Regions from separate parts of the Mus musculus genome. Here all the other regions are linked to region 2. Evidence: chromatin contacts called from public HiCAR-type, HiChIP or PLAC-seq and promoter capture Hi-C data. All regions are on one chromosome and are shown on one strand. Each heading gives the region's core, a stretch centred on a gene start, on an enhancer-like site or on the middle of the called end of the contact. The rest is flanking DNA. Distances are from core to core; before and after follow the strand shown. Region 1 holds the start of Lpcat4 (lysophosphatidylcholine acyltransferase 4). Region 2 holds the start of Ccdc34 (coiled-coil domain containing 34). Region 3 holds the start of Emc4 (ER membrane protein complex subunit 4). Region 4 holds the start of Emc7 (ER membrane protein complex subunit 7). Region 5 holds the start of Chrm5 (cholinergic receptor, muscarinic 5).

Evidence for each region. HiCAR-type assays count read pairs that join an accessible place to other places. HiChIP or PLAC-seq counts read pairs in DNA pulled down with a chosen protein or histone mark. Capture Hi-C pulls out chosen DNA fragments and counts their contacts.
Region 1: an H3K4me3 HiChIP or PLAC-seq map of stem cell-derived neural progenitor cells shows a contact between it and region 2, with 8 times the contacts expected there. The contact joins the promoter of Lpcat4 here to the promoter of Ccdc34 in region 2. A contact is called at or near these places in 2 of 115 datasets of contacts at active chromatin or transcription factors (large pre-B cells and stem cell-derived neural progenitor cells) and 2 of 9 other capture datasets (adipose tissue and embryonic stem cells).
Region 3: a contact with region 2 is called in an H3K27ac HiChIP or PLAC-seq map of large pre-B cells, with 5 times the contacts expected there. The contact joins the promoter of Emc4 here to the promoter of Ccdc34 in region 2. A contact is called at or near these places in 3 of 115 datasets of contacts at active chromatin or transcription factors (astrocytes, embryonic stem cells and large pre-B cells).
Region 4: a HiCAR-type map of astrocytes shows a contact between it and region 2, with 5 times the contacts expected there. The contact joins the promoter of Emc7 here to the promoter of Ccdc34 in region 2. A contact is called at or near these places in 4 of 115 datasets of contacts at active chromatin or transcription factors (astrocytes, embryonic stem cells, large pre-B cells and 1 more).
Region 5: a contact with region 2 is called in a promoter capture Hi-C map of adipose tissue, with 5 times the contacts expected there. The contact joins the promoter of Chrm5 here to the promoter of Ccdc34 in region 2. A contact is called at or near these places in 1 of 39 promoter capture datasets (pre-B cells), 1 of 115 datasets of contacts at active chromatin or transcription factors (large pre-B cells) and 1 of 9 other capture datasets (adipose tissue).

Annotation. Positions count from the first base shown.
Region 1 is chr2:112,238,274-112,242,995 of GRCm38.p6, reverse strand. It overlaps Lpcat4 (lysophosphatidylcholine acyltransferase 4), which reads right to left and starts at 3,155. Exons shown (of 14, transcript NM_207206.2): 1 at 2,939-3,155; 2 at 1,403-1,545; 3 at 851-1,071; 4 at 408-520; 5 at 235-295. The coding sequence starts at 3,052. Gm52523 reads left to right here and starts at 2,933. Exons shown (of 2, transcript XM_030252294.1): 1 at 2,933-3,751. The coding sequence starts at 3,051.
Region 2 is chr2:110,015,723-110,020,065 of GRCm38.p6, reverse strand. Ccdc34 (coiled-coil domain containing 34) reads right to left here and starts at 2,249. Exons shown (of 6, transcript NM_026613.4): 1 at 1,852-2,249. The coding sequence starts at 2,198.
Region 3 is chr2:112,366,214-112,370,750 of GRCm38.p6, reverse strand. It overlaps Emc4 (ER membrane protein complex subunit 4), which reads left to right and starts at 2,724. Exons shown (of 5, transcript NM_026519.3): 1 at 2,724-2,932; 2 at 3,235-3,349. The coding sequence starts at 2,847.
Region 4 is chr2:112,452,440-112,456,903 of GRCm38.p6, reverse strand. Emc7 (ER membrane protein complex subunit 7) reads right to left here and starts at 1,879. Exons shown (of 5, transcript NM_133749.2): 1 at 1,604-1,879. The coding sequence starts at 1,836.
Region 5 is chr2:112,478,969-112,483,331 of GRCm38.p6, reverse strand. It overlaps Chrm5 (cholinergic receptor, muscarinic 5), which reads left to right and starts at 2,515. Exons shown (of 1, transcript NM_205783.2): 1 at 2,515-4,260. The coding sequence starts at 2,563. The coding sequence ends at 4,161.

The DNA of each region.
Region 1 (4,722 bases), core at 1,906-4,405, 2.2 Mb before region 2:
CATTTCCACCCCCACCCCCAAGGCAGAAGTTAGTACACGGAGGTAGCTACCTGGCATGAGGGGCTGGGACAAATCCCAAATGCCATGTGGCTTTGCTCTACCAAGAATTTCCTCTCTGACTCACCTTGTCAGAGAGGTGGGAGGCTCCCTGTCACTGTTACCCGGTACCCTTCCCTCTACTTTGTGAGGTACTCCCCCCACACACACCTCACCTCCCACTGTCATTTTACTCACCTGGTTTGAACTTCAGCAGAGCCTTCTTGTTGGAACAGGTGCCTTCAGGAAAAAATAGTACCTGGGTGAAAAAAAGAAAACAAAAACAAAAAACCCAAAGCACAGAGTGAAGTGGGGAGGAAAGAGCAACCGTTGGGCACGTGAGGCAGAGCTTCAAGATATCTTTTACCCACCTGAGGCCACTTGCCTCCTGAAGTAGCCCGCCTTCTGACCTCCTCAACCACTCTGCGCCGAGAGGCGGGGTCATGCCGGGAGACTAGGATGGCTTGATTAAATCGAAGGAGTGCTGGGTTGGGAAGGTTAAGAGGAGGAGTCACTTGGTTCTGACCCTGAGGCACTGACATCTGGCAGCTTCAGTTTCCTCAACAGTGCAAGATATTTCAACCATCCATTTATTGCTACAATCTATGTATGGAGGCTGTCTTTTTAGCACCTTGTCTCTGGCCCCAGCCCTGAGTCTTGAGATCAGGTGACAAATGGAATGATGTTGCCTTACTTTTATCTGCCAACAGACAGGTGCCCCTCCTGACTGTCCTCTCTACACTGGGAGCCAGTGTTTCCATGTCTGATTTTTGGGGTTGCCATTCCTCCCCTATGCGCTCTTGAACTCTCTCACCTCCAATGACAGGCACAGAAAGATTCTCAGCTCGAGACACAACCTTGGGCAGGTCACAGGGTAGCAGGACAATTGGGTCAAAGAAAGTTGAGTGGGGGGCAGCAACCAGGACAGGGGCTTCGAGGCGAGAGGCCCTTTGACCCCGAACACGGATCCGAAGGAAGCCAAGCAGGAAAAATAGCAGGCGGCTCAGACCAAGAACCCCGTTGTGGCATACAGTCCTGCCGAGGTAAGGCTGGGAGTCAGCGGGAGAGGGAGTTGTGACTCTTAATCAACCCTGTCCCCCAACCAGGCTCCTGGGAAAGCAGGACACCCCTCTTTCCCCCTCAAAACACGCTGGTCGTCGAGCTGAAGTACTTTGGACATGTCACTTAGAAGTCAGGTCCTAAGGACCACATCTGGGCTTGGCTGTTAGCTCATGTGACAAGCTCCAGATGCTGGTGTGTGTGTGTGTGTGTGTGTGTGTGTGTGTGTGTGTGTGTGTGTGTGTTGGGGATGAAGCAGAGCATCGAAACCGGTGAGAAATGGTCTTTGGAGTTGGGTCCCACTTACTTCCTCCATCCTGTAATTGGTTCCTGAAGCTGCTCTTCAGTGAGACCTGCTACTTGGAGCCACGCGAAGGGCCAGAGGAGAAAGAGGACAATAAAAGCTAGAAGTACTCGGATTGGGGCCAGCAGTACCCCCAGGAGGCAGAACTGCAGAAGGGCAGGAGAAAATGTCCCTTAGGCCCGGGAAAGGCTCATTTCACAGCTACCGACTCCTATAAGGACTGACCCAGGGGCAACTAGTTAACACCTTGTAGGTGATAGGGGAGAGGCACAGGGGGTCCACATGGGATGAAAATGCTAGTGAGGCCGGGAGGACAAGGGATCAATACCATTAGGTGCCTTGTTTTCTTACTCTCAGGTGACCCCCTCCCCCTACAAAGGTTACTGTCATAACGCATCTGATACTTGGAATGGATGTTAGGATTTAATGGACTGGGAGTGGGTGGCCCAAGCATTTAATCCCAGCACTCAGGAGGTAGAGTCTGGTGGATCTCTGTGAGTTCCAGGCCAGTCTTCTCTACAGAACAAGTTCTAGGACAGCCAGGGCTACACAGGGCAATACCTCCCCACCCCCAAAAGAAAAAAAGAAAAGAGGATTTAATGAGAAAATGCAGGGAAGGTGTCCAGCACTGTGTTTGATGTAGGTTAGAGACAGTTCTTCCCAACATCCCATCCCATTCCATAAATAGCTCCTATGTCAAACAAACCCTGTGCAGGGCTTTCAACACTTTGGGCCCAAGGAGCAGATGGCTGGAAACACAGAGATCCACTTTTCAAACCTCGGGTCAATCAATCCCTAGCCTAGTACTGCAGAACAGCAATCCTTCGGTAACACTCAGCCCTATTCCGCAAGGTAAGGGTTGCCAAGTGCCAGGGTGACTCCAGAGGCTTCCTTAGGATTGAGCAGGTAAATAAACCTAGCCCCCGGGGGCCGACCTCACGGGAGGTGATCACAACAGAAACCTTGGACACTTCCTCCCCACACCACCTCCTGGCTACCCTAGGGTGGTGCGTCCCTCTACTTCCTGTAGCTAACCCACCTCCCAGCCTCCCTGCCCCCACCAGTAGGTGCTGCAGTGACACGGGGGGGGGGGGGTGGTGGTGGCGGAAAGAGGAGGTGTTGGAAGGGCACAAGGACGCAGTCTCTGGGTCCAAACCGTTTAAGTCGAAGCCCCGATCGCTGAGCACGCCCCTGCCCCCACCCTGGGCTTTCCGTAGCCTTCAGCTCCATCCTAGCCCGTCAACCTCCGTAGGATGTAATCCGCATTCCCCAGTGCCCTCCATCTCTCCTATCCTTGGGTCTCCTTCAGTGCTCCCTCTCCCACTCATTTCTTCCTCACTTGTGAGCTCGTCTATCGCCTAAGCTGGAGTCCTCACCAAGGCTCCTCGCCTACCCACCCCCAGCCGCCCCCACGTGCGCGCCCCCTAACTCCCTCCCCACAAGCTTCTCATCCACCTCCTCTGGCACCCCCTTGCCCATCTCATCACTGGGTCTCTCCATTCCAACCAGTCTTCCACACGTCCCCTGCCCACACCTTACCTTAACCCTCTGGAGGCCGGAGAGGTGTAACTCATGCACGAACGGGTTTGGGGACGCAGAGGACCCAGAGGTGGGATCCAGGGGGGCCCAGGCCCCAGGACTTCCCTGGCTCATGGTGGGAGAAGGTCGAGCGAGGGCCGCGACCCCCCGCTCCCGGCCCGGGCCCCGCTCCCGGTCCGGCTCTGCAGAGCAGCGCGGCTCGTGCGGCACTGGCAGCGGCGGCGCTCTGGTCCCAGCCCCGCCTGGTGCCGGCCGAGGGGCGGAGAGCGGCGGCGCCGCCCGGGCCGCTCGCGTTGTCAGGGCGCCGGCCGCGGGGCGGGGCTTGCGGCTCTCCGGCGTCCCCGTTCAGCCGCGTTCTCCGCGGCCCCTCGCGCCATTCGGAGCGTGGCGCCCCGAGGACCTGGCTGCCCCTTTCCCAGGGTCTCCGGCTGGAAGCGGGGCAGAGAGGTGGGCGCGTAGGGGAGCGCCCTGGTCACTTTCCGGATGCTGTGGCCACCCTGCGAGCGCAGACGGGGTGGAGCCCTGTGTCAGGGCAGGTTGCCGAGGCCGGCAGCTGCGGAAGGAGGCTGGGCGCCCCTGGTCCCGCCGCTCCTCGGCCCCACTTTCCCCATCTCCGGGGCGGACCACCGCTTTCCTTCCCGGTCGGCGTGCCGCCATAATGGAGCCCGCGCCCTCTCGCGGCCGTACTGCGCGTCGCAGCTCTTGGCGTCCGAGCGTGCCGGGCTGCGTGGACCACCGTCACCCGCGCGCTTGCATCCCTCGATTCTTAGCGGGTGTACGTCCCCCAGTACGGCAAAGCCCGGCTCGGGAGAGGTAGCAATCTTAGCTTCTCTACTGGTCTCCCTGTGGAATATGGAGGTCACCTAAGTTCCTGTCACCTGCAAAACCCTAATGCTCTAAAAACACACTGTACTACAGCCTAACTGATGGGGCACTGGGGAATTGAGTGGACTTTGAAACCCATAGCTGCTAACACTATCAAATATGTAGTGCACAGGGAAGGAGGTAAGAGTCGTTATTTATGAAAATAAGCTGAGTTCAATTCACCTTGTCTTCCTTCTCTTACTGAAAGGTAAAAACTGAATGGGTGTTGAAGCAAGAAAACGAGGGAAAGAGCTAAGGATGTTTGCCCCCCCCCCCCATACCCTCCCCTCTCTCTTTTATTTTGTTTTTCGAGACAAATTGAGTTGTTCGTTAACTTGGGATATTTTCGGAGCCCAGGATGAAAGTGACGAGGACGTGTAGGTCATAGGACAACTTGCAGGGATGTTCTCTTTTTCTACTTTCTGGGTCTCAAGAATCGAACTCAGGTCATCAGATTTGTTGGCAGTGGCAAACAACTCTATGGGACACTCTATGGGACGGGTCATCCTACAAATCTGATTTGAGAATTTTAAGAAATAAAATCCAGGAGATAGGAGCGGGAGAAAGAGGACATTGCGGGGGGTGGGGGTGGGGTGGGGTGGGGTGGGGTTAGGTAGGGAGCCAGAAGACACTTCTGTCTAGATTCTGCCTCAGCTTCCTACAACTTTATCACTTACACCATTGATTGTATCCACAAGAAAAGGAGCAGCTGGCAGGGTCAGGGGAATAAAAGTAATGCACACTAGTTGAGATTTACATCTGCGACATCTGAAAGTTTGTATGTGGCTCCCCTCCCCCCTTCACGTGTTGAAGTCCTCATTCCCAGGTGATGGTTACTTGGTTAGACCTTGGGGAAATGTGTCTCCTTGTGGCAAAGTACCTGACAAGCAATTTAAGAAAGGCAGGGTTGTGAGTCACAG
Region 2 (4,343 bases), core at 1,000-3,499:
CCTCCATGCTGTCTATAGCTTTGCCCTAAAAGTAAAACTCCTGTCCTCAGTCTCCACAAAACCTGATAAATCTGCATCATTTGTTTCAGATGTAGTCTTAACGAGTCCTTTGAGTAAGGACTGATGTGTGAAAGCAGGCTAAAACTAGGTCCTATCAGCTTACTCAGGCTTTGAATGAGAACCAAGTAGCCCTAGTTCCTCCCTGGCAGGCTCCCTACTGGTTACGGTTTTGGCTCCTGGAAGCTAATGCAAGTCTCAGTGGCTGAGCTGTAGTCTGCTGGCCTTTATTCATCGCGCTGCTAAACTAGGACATACTGTTTGGGTCTTTTGAATATTGACTAGAAGGTATTCACCAAAGCCTTCAAATTTACTTTTAAAATATGTTAAATCCACACTGTCCTAAAAGTGCTTATGAAAAGACTCCTAAAATTCTAGTTCAAAATTCCACCAGGCTAACCAGGGAAGGCCTATTTCTTGCTGCTATTGGCAGTCTGAAAAAGCAGCTTGCTCTCTGTGACTTCCACCCTCACCGACGTGAACTTTCACCTGTCATCCTTACAAAAATGTCCTCCCATGTGAGTGACCTCCTATTTGATTCACTAATTCTTAAATGAGTGCCTTAGACTGAATGGGAGCTATCTTGCTACTTATATAAAAAGCACGGCCTTGCCAGCTGGAATTTCTTAAATCTTCTGTACTATGCCTGACACAGCCTGGCAATCAGAAACTTGTAAATGCTTCCTGAGGCTGCCATAAGGAATATATCCTAAAATGAAGCTGTCTTAGAAAAATTCCTACAGAGACAGGCCCTTTGTTCCAGTTTCCATAGTAAAAAGTATATAATATAAAGAAATGTAAGCCCTAAAGAGATACCTGAGTACTAAGCCCCGGGCTGCCTGTACTAGCTCTACGCCTTTGAGGCAGGCCTTAAAAAAAGATTCTTCGCATCCCCACCTTTTAAAAGGTTTATCTTTATTTATGAGTATATACGCACTGGGTATGAGTTTATGTGCACCAAGTGCAAGCATACAGATGTCAGTAGGAGACAGTGTCAGATTTTCTGGAACTAGAGTTACTGGTGGTTGTGAACCACCCGATGATGAAGGTCCTTGGACTCGAACCTGGGTCCTTTCCAAGAGCAGTTAGCCCTCTTAAGCACTGAGCTCTCTCTAGCCTAAGTAGACTTTCTATATGTATTCTAATATAGTTTTCTTTGTGAAATGATTTGGGCTTTTCTTTCTTGATAATAGAAGTCTTGTATATCTTGTTTATCTCTACCTACACTAATATGTGGCAAAATAGTAAATGTTTGCTGAATGAGTCAACGTAAATAAACATTAAGATGGCATTATTAACTAACCCCCTTGATGAACACTCACTATTCCATTAAATGTTCTCTCTCAGATCAGTTAACCTGTCTCTGCAGAGTATGCATGCACCCTTTGGGCATCTGTACCCAGCTCTTTATATTTAAAGCACCTACTTCCTACAACCCAGCACCAGCTACACATTTTGATGCTAAGTTTATGGGTAAGAGCTCTGGAGTCGACAACCTGGTTTTTGAGGCTTTTAAAGGCTCCTAGCAGCAAGTTTTGTGTGCTTGCGACTGTGTACAGTAAGTTTCTATGGAAACTGAGACAGCAATCGTCTATCTCAGGAAAAAGGAACTAGGAATCATGGGAGATCAGTGACCATTTGTAAGAATTTACCCAGCACCCTAGGATGCAAGTGCTGCACAGCCTTTGAGCTGGAAAACAGGAGGTTATGCGGCTCGGGGTAACAACAAAGCCTTCTGAATGCCATCTCTAAGGAGTCTTGACAAGTGCTGGGAGGGCCGAACCTTGAGTTTACCTGGAGCGCTGCTGGAACTCTATTCCTTCCAAGCTCTCCACCTTGCTCTCGGACTCACGGGCATCTTCGTCCAGGGCCTCTTCATCCTCCCCCTCACTGTCGTCCGCGCCAAACGGAAAGCTCTGGTGGCCAAGGGGAGACAACAGGGACAGGGTGGAGTTGCTGCAGCTCAGAGACGGCGGCGACAAGCACTCGGTCAGCGCCACATCCTCCAGCCCTGGATCCCCGGAATCCACTAAGAGGTCGACGACAAAACTCGAGGAGGGCCGGAAGCCCGGCTTGCAGCGGGCGAGGTAACGGGTGCACGGAGCCGGAGAGGCAGCCCGCCACGGCCCAGCGGCCCGCATCAGGCCCGCCAAGTTCAAACGGCCCGAGCAAGGCCGAAGGCGCGTTCTCCCAGCAGGCTCCGCGCGCGCCGTCCGACCAATCAGCGCCAGCTTTAGGCCGTGTTGTCATAGCGACGCTTGTAGCCCGCAAGGGGCTTTGTCTGGGCTGGAAGAGCTTGGCTTCCTCAGTCCAGGTAGGAAGGTTCCTGACTGACAGCTTCAGCTTGGCGTCTCCCCGAGTCGTCCGCCCATTCCTGATGCTGTCCCGAGTACTGTGTTTGCTGTGGTGTTGAAGGCCATTTGGTGCACGACACTTATCAGTGTCACTAAAGCGGATCCTTTAAAAGGAAAAGGCAGAAGCCTGAAGCCATGGTTATTCCCCCTTCCTCATAAAAGCTCAGGATCACTAAAAAAAAAAAAAAATCTAGCACTCGTGATTGAATTTTTTAGTTCATTTATGTTGTTGTTTTTTTTGTTTTTGTTTGTCTAAGGGAGAGAACTTTATCCTCTGTGGGCATAGTTTCTCACTGTATGGGCAGCATCTGTCAACATAATCAGTTCCCCGACCCCCAGTCGCCAAGGCAGGGTTTCTCTGTATAGCCCTGGCTGTCCTGGAACTCACTATGTAGACCAGGCTTACCTCAAACTTAGAAATCCGCCTGCCTCTGCCTCCCAAGTGCTGGGATTAAAGGCATGAGCCACCGCTGCCCTGCAACACAATCGGTTTTATCAGGTTGTGTTAACTTTCTAGTCTTCCAAAGCATTTGTGTCCACTCTCCAGCGTGTCCATACCAGAGCAGCAAATCATGAGCCAACCTTAAAATCCATCGTTCTTTTTAAAATGAAATTTTGAACTGTGATGCAATAGGCATTTTTCTAGGACTTCTTGGCACTCTCCTTTTAGGGGCCGAGGATCTAACTGAAGCCGGCAAGGAAAAGATGGCAGATACTGAAAGTGAGCTGCTTATTCATGCTCACAAAACTGCATACAAAAACGCAGCTTTTGGCTAATGTACATTACATTAGTGTAAGAATCACAAGTGAAATGAGAGTATCTGTAGAATTTTCATAGCGCAGTTAGATATGTTAGAAATACTAGCAACCAAAAGCGAAGCAAAGTGACTATAAATGACATGCTAGCACTATTTTGTTCTTTTTTTTTTCCAGTAAAAACAATGGCATTGGAAGAAAACTGTACGATGAACTAAGAAACGTGATTTAGTAGGCTTATGGTTGTGACTTACTCCAGTTATTCAGTATTGGCATATCTGGTTAAGATATTTTGTCAGAAAACACCCTTGGTGTCAGTAACTCAGAGACATTGGACTACCTTATACCTTCAAAAAGACAGGAACTTGAAAAATGATCCTCCATTCCCCCAAAAAATAACCTAAAGGTTTTGGGGAAGGGAATGGAGCTGGCTTTGAACCAGTAGTTTTCCTCTTAATATTCTTACATAGGCTATTTAACTGCAATGATCTTAATTTAATCCTCCCCAAAATAATCTACCCTGCTATCATAGTCATTCATTAATCCTCAGCTCCACTCAGGACCTGACATATCTTGAACTCTGTCACTATCCCACATTGAGTTCCCCATCATAAACCTCTCAGTGTAGGAATGTTAAATCATATAGTTTCCTAACCCTCTTCATGTTTTATTAAAGTGTTCTTGATACTCTAGGATCAGTGTGTTCACCAAGAGCATTAAGCCTTAAAGGCTACAAGGCAGTTAAATGGCCTGCTGTGGCTGTTTGAATGTGGTCTGTTTTTACAGTACTATTCATTACTTGGACTGAGACAATAGTCAAGATGGATAGGATTATACAAATGTATACATTAACTCTCCCCTTAAGTTACAGGGTGTGGACCTAACAGTATCCTCTTAATACTCATTTTCAATCTAATAATATGAGGGTTTTTTTTTAATTGGCGTGGAAAATCCCTGCAAGAGTGACTTTTGCTTAAAAAATATTTAACTATATTACAAAACTAATTCCTTTGCCAGTAATCCTTATGGCAATTTTATGACATGGGTTCAAAAATGTCTTCCTGCACATACTTAAGTATTAACATATGAAATATGTCTCAGCTTGCGTCAAAATAACGCAAGAGGCAGAAGGACTGAAGGGGCTTAGTGAATGTGGTGAAGATGAAAGGCTCATTG
Region 3 (4,537 bases), core at 1,475-3,974, 2.4 Mb before region 2:
AATAAGCAGATCTTGCCACAGTGGTGCAGGACTATAATCCCAACACTTGAAGGCAGAGGCTGGAAGATCAAGAGTTCAAGGCTATCAATTGGCTACATGATGACTTTGAGGCTGTCTGAACTATGTGAAACCCTGTTTAAAACATAAAATAAAATACAAACAAATAAACAATCAAACAAAAAAAAGTGACAAGGAAAATGAGCAAGTGAAGTTTGTGGAGATGCCCTTCATTTTTCTCCTGAAGCATTCCCACATGCATAAAGTAGTCTCCTACATTCTATTGGATACTGAAGGAGTTGTAAGACAGAAAAACAAAAACAAAAAACAAAAAAGGCCCTGATCATACCACATATCTTTAATTTTAGGAGATAGAGGCAGGCTAATCTCTGAATTTAAAGCCAGCCAGGGGTACATAGTGGGACCTTGTATAAAATAAATAGATTTAAAAAGAAAACAAAAACCTAACTTCAGATAAGGAAAGAAAACTAAAAGCAATTCTCTAGTAACCATTTGACAGTTAAATCTTTCTAACCGGGGGATGGGCCTCCAGGGGATGGGCGTGGGGCCCTTGATTGCACAGCTTGCTCATTGGCACTGCGTCCAGAATCCCGTGGTTTCATCACTTCTGAAAACTTTGGAGGAAGCTGGAGAAGGACTCAATGTGCAGGGCTTGGAAGGCATCACTGGCTGAGAAAGCCAGGCATGCTGAGGCTGGGGCTGGGGGCAGTGCTCAACTTTTGTTATTTATTCATTTTACATCCCACTCACTGTCCCTGTCCCCGTCCCCTTCTCCTCTGATTGGGTGGAGGCCCCCTGTGTATCCCCACACTGGGCTGGCACTTGGTCGGCAGCCCAGTTAGCAGAACATATCCCACGTGCAGGCACTGAAGAGCTGGTCACCTCAGTGCTCAGCTCCTTGGAGTATGTGAAGAGGGGTGGTCTTGTGGCACCCAGTCATGAAAAACACATGTATGCTGGCAGCCACTTTGTGGTTTGACATGCCAGTGCAGCCATATCTGCCTGTTGTCATCTTTGTAAATAGCTTATCACATTATACTAACAGTACTGAAAATACCGCAGATGTGAGCATCTCGTTCCAATGGCTTCGTCTTCCTGAGATACAACTTAGCAAATGACATTTAAGATTCTCGGGGTGAAGGAATACACTTCCTGGCTGACTCCTTGAGGACAGAGTAACTGAGATTTATAGTTTAAAGTTTCATATAACGAGGAAATACTTTAAGTAGAAAAATGCGATTTTATCAAACAAGTTTGTTTTTAAAATATGCTCATTAAAAATTTATTAGCACACGAGTGCCCTAAAAATTAGACGTTACCTGAAAACTATTACTTAACACATATTAACATTTGTGATAGATAACCTATTTTATATTTTGTTTTACATATGTATAATTCTAACTTATTTCTACCGTGGCACATTTAATGACAACTTATTTAATTACAACTTTTCAATCATCAGTTTTGCTTTTCGTGGCTTAGATTATCTGCACGTAGCTCTCCTAGCTTCACTTGTGTTCTACAAACTTTAAATGGAAAATTCTAGACTAATGTCTTAGGTTGCAGTGTTCTGAATAGCTGGTAAAATCTCACACCCTCCGCCACTCTGCTACACTGTATGTCATACACAGCCTTCTCTTCTCTGCACATAGAACTACAAAACTGGAAAATGATGTGGAGGTGGGAATCTTCAATGTGTGCAGATCACCGTCATCTCTAAGAGATTATCTCTTAAAACTTAAGTTGGCTAAGGAGGTATTCTTCAGCCAGATCCTCAACCATACTGTCACAGTAGTCCTTTCCTCAAAACTACAGCCATAACAAACAATTTGGGAATAACAGTAATAAAGGTAAATAGAAGAAATAAACAAAACTACTGTATTTGAACTGATAATTTAAAAGTAGGCATTTAAAATAGTAATTCTTTAAAAATGTACATACTCTTAGATGTAGCAATTCCACTCCTAGTACAATAGGAACAGATGTCCCAAGTGATTTTCACACTAACACTGAATTATAAAAGGGGTGAGAGGGAGGAAACATTTTTCCAGTAATAGACTAAATTACAATACAGATGAGCCATTGAATATTAAACTCCTTTCTAGGAATGATAACGCTTAATGATAAAAAAAAGTTAGGTCTAGGTTATAGGTCCTATTTAATCCCACAACAGGTCAAAATTAGGCGATTATCCATCGTTTTGCATGAGGCAGGTGGAGCAATGAATTTAATTTAGACGAGGTGGCACAGTAAGTAATGAAAGGACTTAAAAGGAGACCAGATAAATCCTGAACTCAGCTTATCTTTCCATTCCCAGAGTCTACCTCGGTGGGTTAGTTTGCGAGTTAAATGGGGGAAAACCATTTAAACAAGAACAACAACAAGACAAATACATAGCTCCTGCGATATGTGGACACGGAGTACTCAGAGGTTGAATAATTCGCTCAAGGTCACCCAATTCCGGATAACCCCAGGATTAAAACAACATTTCAATTTCGTGCTCTTCTTGGCTTCAGTTCTTGTCTTTTCGGACTTCACTCCAGCACGATGGCGCACACCTGAGAGACAGAGCACAAGTGAGAGGTGTACTCGCAGGGAGGTTTCAGAAAGCTGCTCTTCTGGATGTCTGCGGATTTTCTAAATTCACGCATTCTTTCTTCTGTATTCCCGACAGGAAGTTTCCGGTGATCGTGTGACGTTCAATTATGCGCCGGAAGTGCACTGCGGCGAACGCGAGGAAGTCGGAGAGCTTGCAGTTGCAGCTAGTTCTTACCTGCAGAACGCAAGCGGCCGGAGGGTGTGGGTACTTTTAGCCAGCGGCCGCTGTCATGACGACCCAGGGGGGCCTAGTGGCCAACCGAGGCCGGCGGTTCAAATGGGCCATTGAGCTGAGTGGGCCGGGAGGAGGCAGCAGGTGAGTCTCTCGAGTGAAGCTCGGTATCTGATCCTTACCCTAGAACGGCCCGAGATCCAGCGGACCTGGGCCTCGTCTAAGTCTCCGACACGAGTGGGTAGCACATAGATGTTACCCAAGGAGCTTCTGTGCTGTGGAAGGTATTTTTCCCCAGGATCTTTTAGTTTTCCCAATAGGCAGAGAGAACTGACGAACGCACGAGAGGGTCTAATTTGGGTAGCTACATCTGAGGTTCTTTTTCCTGTGATTGATAGGGCTGGAAACCCGCAGTTTTAGTCTCTTGATTTGGTTTGGTTCTTTAGGGGCCGAAGTGACCGGGGCAGTGGACAGGGAGACTCCCTCTATCCAGTCGGTTACTTGGACAAGCAAGTGCCTGATACCAGCGTGCAAGAGACCGACCGGATCCTGGTGGAGAAGGTACAGAGGTATTAGACGTTACCGTAGCGTGTAGGCCAGCCCTGTTTCGCCTTACTCTCTGGAGTGGAGGTAAAGCAGCCGGTCATTAAGACACATTGCTTAAGATCCATGGTACAGTATCTTACGTATATGTTCCCTGACATAATTTCGGTGTGTTAGGATACTGTGTCACTTTTACCCTGAAAACATCCCAATCCTGCTATCATTTCTCACTGCCTTCAACTGTTACATCACCAGCCGTAGACTAACCATCTACCACCTATCCCTCCATCCCTCTATTTAAAATCATGCTTTCTCAACCTCAGCACTGTTTTCTCTGTTTTCTCTTTGGGGCTAAGTACATTTTTGTTGTTGTTGGGGAGAATTATGCTGGGTACTTACTTTAAGATGTTTAGTACTCCTGATCTCTACACATTAGGTACCACTATGGCTTTGCATAATTGTGTGAACTAAAGATGTTTCCAGCATTACCACGTTTTCTAGGTCTAAAGAGGTGCGCTTTGTGTATACCTGCAAATAAACCCCTGAGATCCTATATTCAAGTCTCCCCTTCTCAAATTCTCAGTATCCTTCTCTGTATGGAGTTCTAATGGGTCTTGTTATGTCCTACCTTGTCCTCTTTGCAGTCTCCAAACACAGCCATCAAAAATGATCCCTTTAAAACATGCCAGACCATCCCTACTCAAAATCAGTCTAAAATTCCATGTTCATTCCGCGTACACACCAAACGTCTTTTTAGTATTAGACATAACTCTGCTTGTACCAGTCAGACTCCTTGTAGCTACTGTGCCCTGTCTACTATTTTTACATTTGTTTACTCTTTCATAATGATTCCCTTGCTGCTCTGTAAGGATACCAGACAAATCCCCCTTCCCTGCTTTTTGTGTTTGTTCTCTAGTCTTAGAATGCTCTTCCTCAGGATTCCTTCATAACTTGCTAAGTCCCTCCTTTGGGGTCTCTCTAATATTACAGAGTCAAGCCTTTCCATGTGCCACACTGTTTGATTTATATGTTATGAACATATCACATGGCTTATGTTATTTAGCATCTGCCTTAGTAGCTGTTTTACAGGACTGTCACAGCACGAGTCCCAGTGTGCAGAGGGTGCTTGGTATCTTCTTGCGTTTATGCTTCCCTTGCAGCCTTAGTTTTGCCGAATAATTTTGATTCCATGGAATACATACATTC
Region 4 (4,464 bases), core at 630-3,129, 2.4 Mb before region 2:
AAGCCAAAAAATAAAAAGCCTAAAAACAAACAAAAAAAAAAAGACTATCACCATAAAAACCACATCGACTCTCAATTAGCCCTCTATATGAATATAAGAGCATGAATAAAAACATGTTCATAAATGTTAAATGAAAATTATGGTCTTATATGCTTTACTCTTAAAGACAAGTCATATGATTCTACAGAGTCAGAAAAAAATTTACTATAAAACATTAAAGGTTATTATCTTTCTGTTGCATCTTTTAAAAAGAAAATATCTTATTTATATTTTCTTCAATAAACATTTATTTATTTGTACTTGGACCTCTTGCATACTAAGTCCCACCACAACACTGTACCACCAGCTTTTTTTCCTTCTTCTTTGAGACAGGGTCTCAACGAAATAGTTCAGAGTACCCTTTAGCTTATGGTCCTTCTGCTTCCGATTCCTGAGTAGCTGAGATGCTAGGTCTATGTCACTGTGCAAGGCTAAACATATCTAACAATCTATATTAAGTTGTAAAATATCTTCAAAATAAAAATAGGAGGTTTTCAAATGTGCTGCATACGGCAGAAGTTGACTACTCAATTAAGCCTTACCTCCCACATCCTAGTGGGAATTTATTACTAATGAAACATTAATTAGGACAAAATTTAAACAATACCCTAATGCCAAATAACATTAAAATATTGGTTGTCAACTTGCCATTATTTATTAATCTGAGGTTGAATATCCCACAAGGGAACATCAACAATCTGCAGAAATAAGCAATTCAAGTTGAAACATCCACATTTAAGATGTATGGTTGAAGTTGGTCTATAAAGCCAGCAAAGAAATATTTTCTTTCAACTCATAGTTTCAACTCCAAATACTGATGGCAAAATTTAAAACATATTCGTGGCTTGAAGAATGAAAACGGACTGCTGACAAAGCATTAAGAAATTCAACCCACCTTCCAATCTAAACATAAATCACAAACTCTTAAGAACAAGAAAAGAACAACTAGGCGTAAGGAATCTCGAGTAACCCTGGTCTGACTTAAATGACGACTATGATATCGCAAATCCCTCGATGAATTCAATTGTAAAAAGAACAATAATCACAAACTCGGGCCCCAAAAAAGCACTCTTTGATTAGGGACTTCTGGGCCCATTAATTTTAGAAGCAGGACCATTAGCCTTACAGTCTATGTCATCACTGGGAGCCCTTTGGGCTTTGACAATTCCCACTTGTTCAGCATCTTTCTACACAACACCAAGCTATCAGAAGAGTGACATGGAGAAAGCAACTAGGTTTCAGAAACACTAGACAAAATGCAAAGCGGGTAAAACCCAACAGATAAATGAGACTCCCCTGGGCCCAAGTATGATCTGTCTCACACTGGAGCCAAAATACGGCTACAAATAAATGACCGCATAGGTCTCGGGCGCCTGGGACCACTGTCCGCCATCCTCGTTGCTGAAGTACCTGACTGCCTCTCAAGGTCTCCCAGCACAAACCGTTAGTGGCGCCGGTGCCTTCAGTTTCTGACAGCTACACTGAGGGTCCTGACAGCTGTCCTAGCTGGATACCCTTCCAGCGTCCGCCCCAATCGCTTTCCTGCTGCCCTCGGGATGCTCACTTAAGGAAGCCGACATGCTCTTCTCCGTCTACCAGCACTCGGGCCGCGGAGATCCAGTCCTGAGGCTTCACCCCCGGAACAACCGCACGTCCCTCGATCTTAAAACGATCTCCCAGGCCGACCCCACTACCTCCCGGGCCCTCGGCAGCAGCCCCAGGCACCTCCGAGCTGTGGGCATCTCCTGATAATAACAGAAGCAGGACGGAGAAGAAACCCCACAGAGCACCCGCCATGACAGCAGCTCTGAGGAGTCAGGCCTACGGCCCGGAAGTCCTACCCCGCCGCAAGGCCGCTAAAGCTGCCGCCACCGTCGCCAGCCGATGTCGTCATCATCCCGAGCCGGATCCGGCCCGGAGCTTGTCCACGCCCCGGAGAGAAGTTGTGACCGCTGACTAATCAGGAGAAGGGGCGCAGGATCAACGCTCCGAATGACCCAGGGCTGGGGCTTAAAAGGTGGCGAGGCTTTTAAGTAAAGATGCCAGGGCATGTAAGGCGAAGTAAAGCTGGCAGAGAGTTTTGCTGTGGCGTCCACAGTTGCAGGTCTTATCGTGGGCGTAAAGGACCATGAGACCGAGAGGAATGAGGATCTGAAGTGTTGAGTGCTGTGTCTGTAGCTAACAACATTCAGACATCGACCCTATCACTTTCTCAAGGTTCTTGCTAGCTCTAAATAGTCTCCTTTCTACCACATATCTCCGTAAAAGACCCTGTGCACTCTGCCTCCATAGAAAAGTTAAAAAAAAAAAAAAAAAGAGTGAAGCTCCCGATGGAGAGTGGAAATGCAGACAATTTGGGCTGAAAAGGAAAACAAAAAGTTTTTTAAAATCTATATCAAAAAATGGTGATCCATGTTTAAGTTCGCGGAGAATGTTTATTTTCATTCTGTGTTAATGCTTTGGTTTTTTAACAAACAAGGTTGCAGACTGAGAAAGTGAAGCACTCACTATAAATGGTAAATAAAATACCTAAGACACAGACAGGGCAAATGGCCAGACCACCAGAAAACAGTTACCTTCGTAAAGCCATGCCGCGTCTAGCATCCTTCTTCCAGTTCTTAATTCTTATTTACCAAGAGTGCCGCAACCCTGCTTCGTTTCTCACTGTTTCGTTGGCTAACATATTCTTTTCAGAGTTGATGCTTACCTGCCTTAGATAACTCAGTCATTGAGCAGAGGCCTAAATACTGTAAAAATTCATCCATCTTCTCTTCTACTAATACTCTTCTACTAATTCTCTTCTATTCAGTTTCTCTGGTATAGAGTTTTTCTTGCTACAGAAATTAATACACCTAACTTTATGCATGTTTCTAGTGGTCTCTATCTCCATCCCTTGACTCTGTGCCCAGAAATAGTCTATAAGCAAAAACATAAAATTAAAAATATACATATATGGGGGTAGAGAGATGAGTCGGCTGTTAAGACCACTTGTTACTCTTGCAGAAGACCTGAGTTCAGTCCCCAGCCCCCACACTATAGCTCTTCAAATTCCAGGTGATCTGATACCTCCACAGGCTAGTTCACATACATACATACATGTGAGCAACATCCATATACTTGATATTAAATAAATATAATATGCAACATAATGTATATTTATTTGACACACACTATTATATAAATAGTGCTTATTATATAAATAAAACCAGTATGTTGTGAATTCCTCCCCCATCGTGAGTTTTTTTTTAGATAGGATTTCATACTACAGTCCAGACTGGTCTTGAACTTTATCTGTTCTTCAGCCACTGAAATGCTGGAAGGATTGACATAAATTGTGAGCCATCACAATTACCTCAATATGTAATTTAATTAAAATTAATGTGTTATAATACATATAAATATATAAATGTATGCAGCTATAATGCATCTCTATTTTACATGTATATATTTGTACACCATCTATCTAATAGCAAACTACAAATGCAGTTCTTCATTTTGCCCTTTTTCCCTAATGTAGCTTGGAAAAAAAAATCTCTGTTTTTGGTCTATGTTTTATAGACAGGGTCTTATACCATAGCTCAGTCTGCCCCAGAATTCACTATGCAACCCAGGCTAACCTCAAACTTGTGGCAGTTTTCCTGTCTCAACCTCCCTAGTGCTAGAGCTAGTGCTGCTCTTGGCTGTAAATTATCCCAATGGTATATAAATGTTTCCTCATTCTTAAAATAAGGCTACCAAGTACCCCAGTATATAGATTTCCTGATTCCCTACTAAGAGACGTTAAAATTGTTCCTAATCTTACTGATTTTGCTAAAGTGCATTTCCTTCATCATGTGATTTCCATGTCCATATCCAGAATTCCTTTTTTTAATCCATAATGATGTGTTCCAGTATTCCTAATGGGTGCAAAAAACCCCAGATCACCCTATATGGACTCTCCTGTATTTACTACCTACAAAAAAGTTTAATTTATTAATTAAACACAGTAAGAGATTAATGATCTTAAATAAAATAGTGTAATTATAGTAATATACTGTACTAAAAGTTATTGTAGTAATAGCATATAATTAAAATCCAACAGAAGCTGAGGAAAGGAGGGGCTATCTTTATGAGTACAACAGATAATGGAAAGTGGTGGTTGAAGACATTTTATCTCAGTTTTTCTCTCTCTCTCTCTCTCTCTCTCTCTCTCTCTCTGTTGTTGTTTGATATTTCTTTTTTTGTCTGTTTAGTTTTTTTGTTTGTTTGTTTGTTTGTTTGGAGACAGGGTTTCTCTGTATAGCCCTGGCTGTCCTGGAACTCACTTTGTAGACCAGACTGGCCTCAAACTCAGAAATCCAACTGCCTCTGCCTCCCAAGTGCTGGGATTAAAGGTGTGTGCCACCATGTTCAGCCTCAGTTCTTTCTTTTTACAGTACTCCTTAA
Region 5 (4,363 bases), core at 1,266-3,765, 2.5 Mb before region 2:
AATAAGAAAAGGCCAGGCTAGACAGATGGCTCAGCACTTAAAAAGCACTCGCAGCTCTGCATGAAGGCCAGGATTCAATTCCTAGCATTCACACGGTGGCTCACAACTGTCTGTAACTCCATTCCTAGGAGACGACTCCCACTTCTAGCCTCCAAAGGGCACTTCATGCCTGCACAAACATGGTGCACAGACATCCATGCACACATAACCACTCTCCTCCTCGTCCTCTTTCCCATGTCCACACAGCTTTCTGACCACCGCAGCCCCCAAACAATTTAACAAGATACATTCTGATCTCCTTGGAACTAAACCCAGGCTCAAGCATCAGTCCTAATCTTCCTAGATCAGTCAGCCTTGCTTGAAGCAGGGGATTGCTGTCTCCTCAAGACATTCTCCTCCTGTTGCTTACAGGAAAACATGTGTTCATTAGGAGTGCAAAGATGAATATAGAATCTTTGCTTTTACTTCTTTTGGAAAGAGTTTGCTGCCAAGGAATTCTGGACTTTGTGACTTTCCCATAAATCTATCTACAGCAGTATTTCCAAGGCTTTTTATGACATGGCACACATAGAAAAATAGTAAGTTTCCAGAAGTCTGAGAATACTGCATAAGACAGAAGGAAAAGGAGCCCCACCCTCACCCCAGAACTGGGAGGAAAACACTCTCTCTCTCTCTTCCTCTCTCTCTCTCTCTCTCTCTCTCTCTCTCCCTCCCTTTCTCTCTCCCTCTCTCTCTCCCTCTCTCTCTCTCTCTCCCTCCCTCCCTCCCTCTCTCTCTCTCTCTCTCTCTCTCTCACAAACACACACACACACACACACACACACACACACACACACACACACACACATCCAGTGACTCCCTGTCTAGTCCTCGAATTTAAACTGTCTCACCGGCTTTCCTGTCCTCAGCGACAGTGCAGCCATTTAATATCCTCAGGAATAGGCCTTTCTGTCCCTGAAGGCCCAACTTTCTTCCTGGATGGTTGATAAAGCCGAGTAATATTAAGCCTCTCAATTCATGTGCTGGCACATCTCTTTTATGCTCCAAGGCACTTAGCACACTAATAAGCACCATTTTTAAAGCCAGTCAGTTGAAATCCTGCTCCTAACATTATCGCTTCAGACACAATGAGAAGTCATCTCTTCAATGAAATGAACCTTGGACTGCACTTCTTCTTTATCAGTCAAAAGAAGTGAAATACAGGTCACTTAATAAGAGCTGCCTAAAACTTTGTTTCTTCACACATTCCTTCGACAGGAGTTCTGGAGTTCTTCCTGATATTTAACCCACTGTGAGCACTTGTGTTTTAAACCTACTGCTTCTGGTTGCTACATCTGGTGTTCATGTCCAGTTTATGTGTCCCAAATTCAAGTCTGTCACACTCACACTCACCTTCCCCCTCCCCCAACTCCACTTTTATCCCCCACCCAACCCCCATTCCTGCCCTCCACTCCTCCTTCTCCCTCCAACCTCCCCCTCCCTTCCTTTTAAGCAATTCTATTTTTTCTTTTCTTTCTCCCTTACCTTCTCAACCCCCCCCCCTTTTATAAAATTGCCACAAGAGGGCAGCAGTTTCACACATATGAAAGATGCTCAGGCATTGAGGGCTGTTTGAAAAAGCAAAAGGATTATACAGTTAAAAAAGGGCTGGTGGTCGCACACGCCTTTAATCCCAGCACTTGGGAGGCAGAGGGAGGCAGATTTCTGAGTTCAAGGCCAAGCCTGTTCTACAAAGTGAGTTACAGGACAGCCAGGGATATACAGAGAAACCCTGTCTCGAAAAACAAACAAACAAACAAACAAAAAAAAAACCAAACAAACAAAAAAGTAAAAGACACAAAGTTGGGTGGGTGGGTGGGTGGGTAAGGAGGGGTGGGTCTAGAAGGGGTTGGGGGAGTGAATATGATCAAAATACAACATATGGAATTCTCGAAGAACTAATACATTTTTAAAAGAATAGCCCTGATAAAAATGTTACTACTGATGGCCTAGCAATTTCTATGGATGAAGAATGGTTTCAGTGGGAGAAGCAGGGAATGAGAGAGGGCAATGAGACAGGAAGACAAAATTCATTTGTTATGTGTGTAAAAATGTCAGAATTTTTCATTGAAAAACATGTAATTGAATTTTTATAGTCAAAGTCCAAAATTCATTAGGCAGAAGAATTTTGCAATGATAAAAATTATATACATATATTACTATACTGTTATCCAATGCAATGATGTGTACAGATATATTTCTAGAATGTTATCCAAAATGTATTTTGCCTTCTACCTTATACTTACCTTAAGTATTTCAACACTATGAATAGTTTTGATAATTAATTTCTTCAGTGGGGAAAAAGGTTCAACAATTCAGCATCTTGTTCTACGTGCACTTCATAATTTTGTTAGCAATGATGAACCCTAAATGAAAAAGAAAACTATGCAGAAGTGTGTGTGATGAGCGGAACTGACCTGTTTGTGTTTCTTCCAGATACTGGCCAAGAAGAGGGGAGGTAGCTCCAAACAGAGAGTAGCGCCAAACCTTGGACCAAATCTGAGTGTAATTTCTTGAGCCAGGATGGAAGGGGAGTCTTATCACAATGAAACCACTGTCAACGGCACCCCAGTAAATCACCAGGCTTTGGAACGCCATGGACTGTGGGAAGTCATTACTATTGCAGCTGTGACCGCTGTGGTCAGTCTGATGACCATTGTCGGCAATGTCTTGGTCATGATCTCCTTCAAAGTCAACAGTCAGCTCAAGACAGTTAACAACTATTACCTGCTCAGCTTGGCCTGTGCAGACCTCATCATTGGCATCTTCTCCATGAACCTCTACACGACCTACATCCTCATGGGACGCTGGGTTCTCGGGAGTCTGGCCTGTGACCTTTGGCTTGCACTCGACTATGTAGCCAGCAACGCTTCTGTCATGAACCTTCTGGTGATTAGCTTTGATCGTTACTTTTCCATCACAAGACCACTGACATACCGAGCCAAGCGTACCCCAAAGAGGGCTGGCATCATGATCGGCTTGGCATGGCTGGTCTCCTTCATCCTCTGGGCGCCAGCCATCCTCTGCTGGCAGTACTTGGTCGGGAAGCGGACAGTACCACCTGATGAGTGCCAGATCCAGTTCCTCTCTGAGCCCACCATCACTTTTGGGACCGCCATTGCCGCTTTCTATATCCCTGTCTCCGTCATGACCATACTCTACTGCCGGATCTACCGGGAAACAGAGAAACGAACCAAGGACCTGGCTGACCTCCAAGGTTCCGATTCTGTGGCAGAAGTCAAGAAGAGAAAACCGGCTCACAGGACCCTGCTCAGATCTTTCTTTAGCTGCCCTAGACCCAGCCTGGCCCAGAGAGTACGGAACCAGGCCTCCTGGTCATCCTCCCGTAGAAGCACCTCAACAACGGGAAAGCCAACCCAGGCCACTGATCTAAGTGCTGACTGGGAAAAGGCTGAGCAGGTTACCAACTGTAGCAGCTGCCCCTCTTCAGAGGACGAAGCCAAGGCCACCACTGACCCTGTCTTTCAAGTGGTCTGCAAGAATGAGGCCAAGGAAAGCCCGGGGAAGGAATTCAATACCCAAGAGACCAAGGAAACGTTTGTGAGCCCTCGGACTGAAAACAATGACTATGACACTCCCAAGTACTTCCTGTCTCCAGGTGCTGCTCACAGACTCAAGAGTCAGAAGTGTGTTGCCTATAAGTTCCGATTGGTGGTAAAAGCTGACGGGACCCAGGAGACAAACAATGGCTGTCGTAAGGTGAAAATCATGCCCTGTTCCTTCCCAGTGTCCAAAGACCCTTCAACAAAAGGCCTGGATCCCCACCTCAGCCATCAAATGACCAAACGAAAGAGAATGGTCCTAGTCAAAGAGAGGAAAGCGGCGCAGACCTTGAGCGCCATTCTCCTGGCCTTCATCATCACATGGACTCCTTATAACATCATGGTCCTGGTTTCCACCTTCTGTGACAAGTGTGTCCCTGTCACCCTGTGGCACTTGGGTTACTGGCTGTGCTATGTCAACAGCACCATCAACCCCATCTGTTACGCTCTCTGCAACAGAACCTTCAGGAAGACCTTTAAGCTGCTGCTTCTCTGCCGGTGGAAAAAGAAAAAAGTAGAAGAGAAATTGTATTGGCAAGGCAACAGCAAGCTACCCTGAATCCTTAGCAACTCCTCTGGAAAGAACAATGATCACAGTCTGGTTTGCTTGTTAAAGGAATGTCATCTGCCATTCTGAGTCCCTGAAGGCTTGTCAAGGTGCAAGGTCTGTTGTCAAACAAAGAGTCACACATGCACCTGCCTGTGAGGTGAGTCTTGTCCATTACCAAGGCCACCCAATGCCTCTAGAATTTGCCAGTGAA